Linked DNA regions of Triticum aestivum: region 2 is linked to region 1. A link is a contact called in public Hi-C data. All regions are on one chromosome and are shown on one strand. Each heading gives the region's core, a stretch centred on a gene start, on an enhancer-like site or on the middle of the called end of the contact. The rest is flanking DNA. Distances are from core to core; before and after follow the strand shown. Region 1 holds the start of LOC123134089 (cyanidin 3-O-rutinoside 5-O-glucosyltransferase-like). Region 2 holds the start of LOC123136937.

Region 1 (4,930 bases), core at 1,815-4,314:
AGTAATGCTCGCTAAGTTAGATGGTTGGAACGCTTGGTCTGTATCATGAGGTACAAGATGTGATTCCCTGTGATACAAGTTTGCTGGCAGTCATGGGCCGGCCCAGTCAGAGACCCCCTATGCAAAAAGACAACACTTTGCCGTAGAGTACGACGTATAGGAGGTCCCATTGGGGGGGGGGGGGGGGGGAGCGTGGCACCCACTCGTCCCCCCTTAGCTCCGCCCCTGCCCCTGGCTACTAGCTCGGTAGATGTGGGTTGTCCCAACGAGCTCACTTCCGATTTTGGGAAGTCCTAGAACCTCCCCAAACCCTTTTTCTTTTCTTTTTCTGGTTTCTCTTTTTTTTTCAATTTCTTGTTTTTTTTCGTTTTTTCTTTAAAAATTCATGATTATTTAGGAAATACGAGTACAGTTTTTGAAATCGGTGACATTTTTTAAATTTTGAACATTTTTCAAGTCGCGTTTGAAGATTTTTATAGTGTCGATCACTTTTTTTAAAAATTTGTTCATATAATTCAACAAATGCTCTTGAATTCATAATGTGTTCATAATATTTGAAAAAAACTAATTAAAATTTAGTTTTTCCATGAAATACAAATTTTTTATTCTAATTTTAGTGTTTTATCGAATTCAGTTTGTGTTCGTCAATATTCAGAAAATGTTCATTTGAAATAAAAATTATTCATGTTTTGAATTTGTGAACATATTTCCAAATTCATGGATAGTTCTTTGCATTAGTGGACCTTTTTGTAATTTTCTTTTTTTTGGAATCCCAAACTTTTATGAAGAAGCAAAAACAAAAACAAGAGAGTATAAAAAACAAAAAGAAACAAAGAAAAGAAAGGAGCCCCGTCCCGCCCTGGGCCGACCCAAGTTGGAGCGTGGGGGATCTAGGGGGTGCACACTGCACATTTTCTCAGCATGCATCGCGTGGAATATGACCCCCCTTTCGCTCGACGCCATACGTATAAAGGGAATGCTCAGGTTGTCCCTCCCGCTCGATTGTGTTTTTTCCTCTTTTCCAGGTATGGCGTTTTATGGTTTTCTTTTCTTTTTGTAACCTTTTTCCTTTTTTGTTGTTTTTGATACTATAAACATTTTTCTAATACACATCAAACAACGGAGAAAAAACCATTTGAAAACCGACCAAGAATCTGCTTACCTGGGCCACAGGCCATGTGTTAATCGCGCGGGCGATCACCTGATATGCATCGAAACGGCAGATACATGTCAGGTGCGTGCTCGAAACCGCCGGGGCTATATGTCACTAGTACCGATTCCTAATAGGAATCGCCTATGAGCGATGACTAGTGGGTCGGCTCATTAGTGCGGTTACTCGCTGCGCGCTGTAGGTTCGCATCTTTTCGGTTTTCTTCATTTTTTATTTGGTTATTTCACCACTTTTTGTCTTCGTTTTACTTTGGTTTTCTTTGTTTTGTCATTGGGGTTTTTCCCTTTATTTGACATAATTTGTTTTTCTTTGTTTCTTTTTTTTCTTTTCTTTGAACTTTTTGCTTTTTCTTTTGATTCTTTGTCAGTTTTTTTTAATCAATACATTTCTTTTTTTTTCACTATAGACAATGTACATTTTTAGAGCACATTTGATATTTTTTTCTGATACACACTGGGCATTTTTCAAATATCATGTACACTTTTTTTTAATACATGGTTTGAACACATCTAAAAAAACACGATATTATTTTTAAAATACACGTTTTCATTTTTATAATGGAAATAAACATTTTTTAGCTACACATTTTTTACATTTTGTAATTAATTTTAAAAAATTCATTAACTTTTTTTGGAAATATGTGATTATTACTTTAAAATATCATGCACATTTTAGTGGAAATAAACATTAACCTACGGGATCATGTTTCTAAATGCCACAAGCATTATTTTGAATGCTGAAATATTTCCATAAAATTCCATTACAATTTTTAATGGCACAAAACACATTTTTATTATGCAATCATTTTTTAATTGTATACACATTTTTTAATTTTTTATACATTATTTTGAAACACGGAAACATTTTTGTCATTGTCATGAACTTTTTCATGAAAGTCATCCACATTTTTCAAAAAAATCTAACTAATATTTTTTACTATGTTTACATTTTGTCACATAGATATTTTAATTTAATTAAGTAAAAATATGCCTGTGAAATATATAATATTTGATATACGAATAAAGGTTACAAAAAAGTAATTTTTTACTGGAGCGGCCCATCATCGATTGTCGGCCAGGCTAGGGTTTGCCTTGCAGTAAGCGGCACACAGAGGCGCCCACTTGCAACTGCTAGCTGGATTCCTAGCACCCGTCCTTCGCTTTCGGTTGGAACGAAATCGCACTCACTGGCGGAGTGAAAAGTTAGAGTAGGGAGTACTCCTAAAAAAGACAAGAAACAAGACAGAAAAATCACTGGCAAAATGAAACAAAATCATGTCCAGCAGACCAGCACCCTTCTTATTTTGACCTCTAGCGACCTCGTCACGAGAAAAACAAGATGGTCTTTGTTCAAGCCGGAAAATGCACGATTTAGGTCCCATTTGGTGGCCCTCCGCTCCGCGCCTCCGCTCCCGGAGCGGACGGAGCCGCGGTTAGAAATTTCAGAGATGGCGAAACGGTGCTCCCAGCTTCGCGTATTTTGAGGAGTTGATGGATTGTCGAACGGGCCCTTAGGCTGATCATAGTGGGGAGTAACTTATACTAGTGTCATGCATATGACACTAGTCTAAGTTACTACCTTTTTAGTGCAAAATAACATAGTAGTAGTGTCATAGAGGACTTCATTTATTAGCTTGTAGACTCATATTGTATTGGGAAGCGCTATGTTATAGTAACATATTATGTTAACACTTCTCATCATTAACTAAATGCCGCATAAGCAAATTTTATTGAGGTGGGCTATGTCACTAGCTAAGTTACTCACACTGTGACTTGACTAGCCTTAGATGCTACGAATTTCCAAGTAACCACGGCGCGTCTCGTGTGGCTCGCGGCTAATATATGTAGCATTCCCGGAGCAGGTGAAGCATACCTATCCCATCCAACATTCCTACGGCAACGAGTCAATCATCGCAGCCGCAAGCCATGACATCACCACAATTACAATTTACACCGTGCTGTAGCTCGCCGTACTTATCCTATAGAGTACAGCATCTGTCGCGAGAGAATTTCCATCGTGAGACGGCCGCCTCGCGCCAAACCAAGCCAAGCCTCACTCTATTACAAACTCCAGCGGCGCTGCGTGCTTCGAGCAGCCAGCGGGTGGCATAGGTTGACGAGGAGAAAGTCCACGGCCATCCATCGTCCTCCATGGCGCCGCAGCACTTCCTGGTCGTCGCGTTCCCGGGCCAGGGCCACATCAACCCGGCGCGCGCTCTGGCGGAGCGCCTCGCGCGGGCCGCACCGGGCGCGCGGGTCACGCTCTCGGCTGCCGTGTCCGCGCACCGTCGCATGTTCCCCTCGCTCGCGTCCCCCGACGAAGAGGTCCACGACGGTGCTATCTCCTACATCCCCTACTCGGACGGCTACGACCACGGCTTCAGCCTCTTGGCTGGCGACGGGGACGAAGTGCAGAGATACGCGGAGGTGTTCGGCCGCGTAGGCCGCGAGACCTTCTCGGCGGTGCTGGACCGCCTCGCGGCGCGGGGCCGGCCCGTCACGTGCGTCCTGTACGCCATGCTCATGTGGTGGGCCGCCGAGGTCGCCCGTGAGCGCGGCGTGCCCCGGGCGCTCTACTGGATCCAGCCGGCCACGATGCTGGCCGTGTACTATCACTACTTCCATGGGTACGAGAGGCTCGTGACGGAGCATGCTGCCGAGCCGGGGTTCACGGTGTCTATGCCGGGCCTCCCGCCGATGGCGATCCGTGACCTCCCGAGCTTCTTCACCAACCTTACGGACGGCAGGATAGTCGCGGCGTTCGGGGACATCCGCAGGACGTTCCACCAGCTGGACCTGGACGTCGACAGTAGCAGCAGCACTGAAGGAAGGCAAGCCATGGTGCTAGTGAACACCGTGGAAGAATTAGAGGCCGGTGCTCTCACATCTGTCCCTGAGTTGGACGTGTTCCCCGTCGGGCCAGCCGTGGTGTCGCTCTTCACCGAGGGCGGCGGCGGCACTGCCACCGCAGTAGGAGATCTCTTTGAACACGACGAGAAAGGCTACATGGAGTGGCTGGACACACAGCCAGCACGGTCGGTGGTGTACGTGTCGTTCGGGAGCATGTCGGCGGTGAGCAAGCGACAGAAGGACGAGCTGAAGCGAGGCCTCGCCGCGAGCGGCCGCCCGTACCTGTGGGTGGTGCGAAAGAACAACAGAGACGATGGCTTCGACGACGTCGGCGACATGCGGGGCATGGTGGTTGGGTGGTGCGACCAGGTGCAGGTGCTGTCGCATCCGGCCGTCGGGTGCTTCGTGACACACTGCGGCTGGAACTCGACGCTGGAGAGCGTGGCGTGCGGCGCGTCGGTGGTCGCCGTGCCGCAGTGGTCCGACCAGGACACGAACGCGCGCCTGGTCGTCCAGTGGGGCATCGGCGTGCGCGCCGCGACCGACGCTGATAGGGTTCTGGAAGCGGATGAGCTGGCGAGGTGCATGGAGATCATCATGGGTGACACGGAGGAGGGCGCAGCCATACGGGCGAGCTCGGCGGCGTGGAAGGCGAAGTTGCAGGAAGCGATCGCAGACGGCGGCTCATCCGGACATAATCTGGGGACTTTCCTGGACCAATTTGCGAATGATGCTTAGAAGCATTTATTTATGTACTACGTCCTCGGTTCTTATACAAATGTGCATTTCTTTTCAGAAGTTCAGATTTCTAAAATCTAACCAGTTTATTAAGAAAATATATACTCGGTTTGTTGCATTTTTCTTTGCTACGGTCTTCGACTTGTGTCTTTTGGCTAATAGCCAGGTTGCC
Region 2 (4,930 bases), core at 1,167-3,666, 420 kb before region 1:
CGCGTTCGTTGCTGCCTGGGAGCAGCTCGTTTGTTTTGTGAAGACTGGAGAGCGTGCGTGTGACCCAGGGTTTCTAGTGGGCCGACATTTTTTGGGCCGAGCCGTGTCCCAGCCGTGTCCATGTATTTTTTTTTCTTTTTTTAATTCACAAATGAGTAAAATGCATCATAAGTCCTATAACTATTCGAGGTGTGTCAAGTTAGTCCTAAAACTTCAAAAGTGCAGATTCAGGCCCTAAAAGTTTATAAGTTGTTCATCACAGGTCCTATGCAGGTCCATCACAGCATACACACTATAAACAGTTTTATGGAAGATTTCTTCACACTGCCTGATATGTAAATATTACTAAAACACTTAATTAACAAGGTACACCTACAGCGCTAGCCAAATTATATGCAATGTAAACAAAATTATCCTGCAGCTTTAGCTCTGTCAGATAAAACAAACACAGCATTATCTGCAACTGGTCCGTCAGATAAAACAAACTCCCTCCGTTTCTTTTTAGTCTGCATATAAGGTTTGGTCAAAGTCAAGCTTTGTAAAGTTTGACTAACTTTATATTAAAAAATATAAACATTGACAATATGAAATCAATATTATCAGATGCACCATGAAATGTATTTTCATACTATATAGTTTTAATATTGTAGATGTTCATATTTTTTTATATAAATTTGGTCAAACTTTGTGTAGATTTTGACCAAATCTTATATGCGGAGTAAAAAGAAACGGATGGAGTACTAAGAAGCATCGTCCCTAGGATCTGATATATCATCCAGAAATAATTCTGGTATGCAACTATCTAACTGAGGCGCAATGGTATCCAGTATTCAGAGTCATGGCACCTACATACTAGCCAGGTCCTTATAAAGGATAGTTCGCAAAAAAAGGTCACTTATAAAGGATTCAAATTGAGTCAAAACAACAACATAACTACATAAGCAACGATAAAATTAGTTGTTTGCATCACGTTTGCAGATTCCTGGAATAGCAGTGAAACAACAAAGTAGTGTACATGCCATATGAGCTGGTTGAACGACACAGCAAAGTAAGTAAATTAACACTAACATCATGGGAGGTAAAATTAACTCACATTGCCTTGCACGCCCCGGGAACATGGTACTTGAAATGCATCTTGGCCAGCCAACATCTCGCGTGAGTATTCATATTGTCGATCTCTAGAGCCAGCTCAAAGTTCTCCTTCGCGCCCTTCGACACCGGGAAAGAATCGCACAACAAAAAGTTAGAACCCCAACAACAGGTCACAACAGAGTGGTTCCAAATGGGGGAAGAGAGGGAACGCGAATCCAGAGCTGTACCCTGAGAAGTGGGATTAGCCGCTTGTCGTTGCGGTCGGCGAAGTCGATGACGCGATCGACCTCCTGTAGGGCGCTCCAACCCTTGGCCACCAACTCCATTGCCTTCTTGTTACGGTCGTGAATCCATCTCTGCAACCACAAAGAAGTTTATTCACCGCCTGGCAACATACTAGAGCATGAAATCAAATAGATACGAAGATGTGCAAGTCTCATCCGCGCCACACTCACCTGGTGATTCAGTGTCGAGGCCAGCTGGGAGACACGGCCGGACTGGGAAGAGGAAGCGGCGGCTGCAGCGACCCGCCGCGCTGATGCGGCGATCATGGCGGGGTGGCGCCCTTCTCCGTGAGCCCGGCTGCAGAGGGGATTACAGGGTGGTCCGCCCCCCAAAAAAATTATAAGCAATATAGCATGTGAACATTCTAACTAATTACCAATATCACAAAGAAATAGATCAATATGGTCTTACAAACACACTAAAATTCTCAATTAAATCTTAGTTTTGCATAAAGAAGCCTACATATTACATACTACATGGAACATAGTAGATAGTGCATACCTTGAGAAATTCAAAAAGACTATGTTTCTGGCCTACGTTTTTGCATTGCCGTGAAGATATCAATTATATCATCTTCATTCACCTCTGAGAAAGCATCCCTCTCAATGTATGTGACTAGGCCGAAATGATGTGCAAAATTATGTATTGATAGTGCAAAAATGAAACCCTAAATCAGAAATTAGGGTATTTCGGTACCTTCAATTCCGGAGGCTGGTGTGGTGACTGAGCGGCAGTGGCTGCCGCCAAACTTGCAGGGCGAGGGCAGGGGCGCCAGGCTTCCGGCCGGCGGCAGGGGCGCGGCCGCGCGCAGGGAGGGGCGTGGGCAGGGAGGCGCGGCTGGACCAGAGGGCCGGCCGGCCGGGCGGGAAGGAGAGGCGCGGGCGCCGGGAGGCTGGGATCCGGGCTCCAGCAGGCTACAGGCGGTGAGGTCGCGTCGCGAGGAACGGCGACGGCGAGGCGGCTGGGCGTCGAGGTCGAGCAGTGGCGCAGTGCTGTGCGAGGGCGTCGCCGTGTCGGGAGGAAGGGCTCTGCTCGATGTGGACTGGGCCGCGAGGATTATTTCTCGCATTCAGCAGCGCCCACTCGTCGGGCAGCAGCTCTAAAGAAACGCTTCAAAAACTTGTTCGACATTTTCATAGTTATTAAAAAAATTCAAATGCTTGATCAACTTTCTTAATACTTATTCAACATTTTCAAATACTTGTTAAACATTTTTCATATACTCGTTCAACATTTTCTAATACATATTCAACATTTTTGAAATACTTGTTCCACATTTTTAATACTTATTCAACATTTTCAAATACTTGTTCAGCATTTACCAAATTCTTGCTCAACATTTTTTAATACTTGTTCAACATATTTCATATACTCGTTCATTATTTTTTAATACCTATTCAAAAATTTTAAAATACTTGTTCAATATTTTTAATACTTATTTAACATTTTTCAAATACTTACTCAATATTTTACAAATTCTTGTTCAACATTTTCAATACTTATTCTACATTTTATCAAATTTGTTTTTGAAGAGTGTTTTTTGTAATATATATATATATATATATATATATATGTATATATATATATATATATATATATATTTAAAGTATATCAAAAAGAAGAAGAAAAACAAAAACAAAACAGAGAAACACGCTGGTGTTGCCCGCGCGGGTGGGCCAGCCCAGACGCTCGCACGCTTCAGCGAGTCAGACGCCTCGACTCGTTGAACGCGAGGAATAGCGATGCCCGGACTGGGCGTGGTTGTGTGTGTCAACCAGTATGTATATTGGGCCGGGTTTTTTTTATGGCCCGGTTAGAGATCTATATGTATAATAGGCTGACCCAAAATCCGGCCCACCCTGGCGACCCTGTAGCCCCACCCCAGTTGTGCAGTGGTGGATCTAGGAATTTAAAACAGGGTAGTCTACCTACAAAAAAAATGATAGCAAATATGACATGTGGACATTCTAATGATTAAACAACATCACATAGATATAAATCAATATGATCTAGAAACACACTAATATTCTCAGTTAAGTCTTAGTTTTGCATTAAAAAAGCCTACATGGTACATACCAATTCTTCAACAATTCTAAATACATTTTAACATCCCCTGTATTAGTACCAATCATAGCTGAACAACAGAAAATCAATCAACCAATATAATGTTTGAATCTGAAATTGGCAAAATTAGGGACCGTGGAAATTTGGGATTACCGCACATGTGTACTATGTTTAATTGTGGGACGGTGGGAGGGCTGGTTGGCAGTCGATGGCTGCAGGCTACTGCTATAGTGCAAGGTAGGGTGCACGTATCACGTGGGCAGGCTTGCACACCACCCACCGCCGAATAGGACTAGTCTACGGACTAGGCGGCTGGGTGCGGTGAGTGCACGGGCGCAACAGTTGCATGTGGGGAAGGACGCGTCAAGGCAGGGAATCAAGCGGCAGGCAGCGACGGCGAGTGGCCTGCGAGGAATGGACCACGGAGGTAGGCGGGATGCGGCTGGCAGCGAGTTCAGATCTAGAGATCCGAAGAGGGAGCAGAGAGGAATAACGGACTGCGCCACTGGGGCGAGTCCTTTCGCACCAGGAACACGCAGCTTGCTAGGCTTCTTTGTTTCCCTGCAGCCAATCTCCTCCTCTATGTTTTCTCGCGGCGCCGCCGCGCCGAATCCTATATAGACAGGCTGACCAAAACACGACGCACCTTGTAGATCCGTCCTTCACTAAAGGGCTTGCTCCGCAATATCACACTGGTTGAGCGCTAGTGCTATGTCTCGCATTAAGTGAGACAAATGGTTCTCTCACTGAAGCGTGTGAAGTAACCGGGCCGGCCCATTAGCACATACAATGAATAGAAAAATTAGGAAGAAAAATGGGCTTCTTCGTTTCCCTCCAGCCCACTCCTCCTCTATGTTTTCCATGGCGCCGCAGCGCTGACGAGTATATAGATAGGCTGGCAAAAACACGGCCCACCCTGTAGATATGTCCTTCGCTAAACGGCTAGTTCCGTAAAATCACTGGTTGAGCGCGAGCGCTATGTCTCGCATTAAGCGAGACAGATGGTTCTCTTGCTGGAGCGTTTGGAGTAATCGGCTAGCCCATTAGCACATACAAAGAATAGAAAAACAAGGAAGAAAATGGGGCAAGCGCACAGGAATTCGACCCCTAGTCGCTTCGACAACATTTATTGTGTATGTCAACAACATTTTTTAATACACGTTTAACATTTTTCTAATACAAATTAAACATTTTTATACACATTTTAAATATTTTTCAAATGCTTGATTAACATTTTTAAATACAGGATTAACATTTATTGGTACAATGTAAATATATTTTTATATTTTTTAACATTTCTAAATGTTTGATTAATAGTTTTCAGAAAAAAGATCATTTTTATAAGACACGATCAACAATTATTCTATACACATTTAACATTTCACAACCGCTTGATTAACATTTTCAAACACTTGTTCAACATTTTCAAATGCTTGATAACATTTTTATATACATGATAAAAAATTAGTTATGTTTTTAATACATGGTC

What was found. A called contact is a pair of places that touch in the nucleus more often than the background predicts.
Region 2: a Hi-C map of leaf shows a contact between it and region 1, with 5 times the contacts expected there. The contact joins the promoter of LOC123136937 here to the promoter of LOC123134089 in region 1. A contact is called at or near these places in 3 of 5 Hi-C or Micro-C datasets (leaf and an unstated tissue).

What each region holds. Positions count from the first base shown.
Region 1 is chr6B:282,470,067-282,474,996 of IWGSC CS RefSeq v2.1, reverse strand. LOC123134089 (cyanidin 3-O-rutinoside 5-O-glucosyltransferase-like) reads left to right here and starts at 3,064. Exons shown (of 1, transcript XM_044553432.1): 1 at 3,064-4,807. The coding sequence starts at 3,322. The coding sequence ends at 4,758.
Region 2 is chr6B:282,893,525-282,898,454 of IWGSC CS RefSeq v2.1, reverse strand. LOC123136937 reads right to left here and starts at 2,416. Exons shown (of 10, transcript XM_044556453.1): 1 at 2,074-2,416; 2 at 1,879-1,962; 3 at 1,548-1,674; 4 at 1,320-1,448; 5 at 1,094-1,209. The coding sequence starts at 1,643.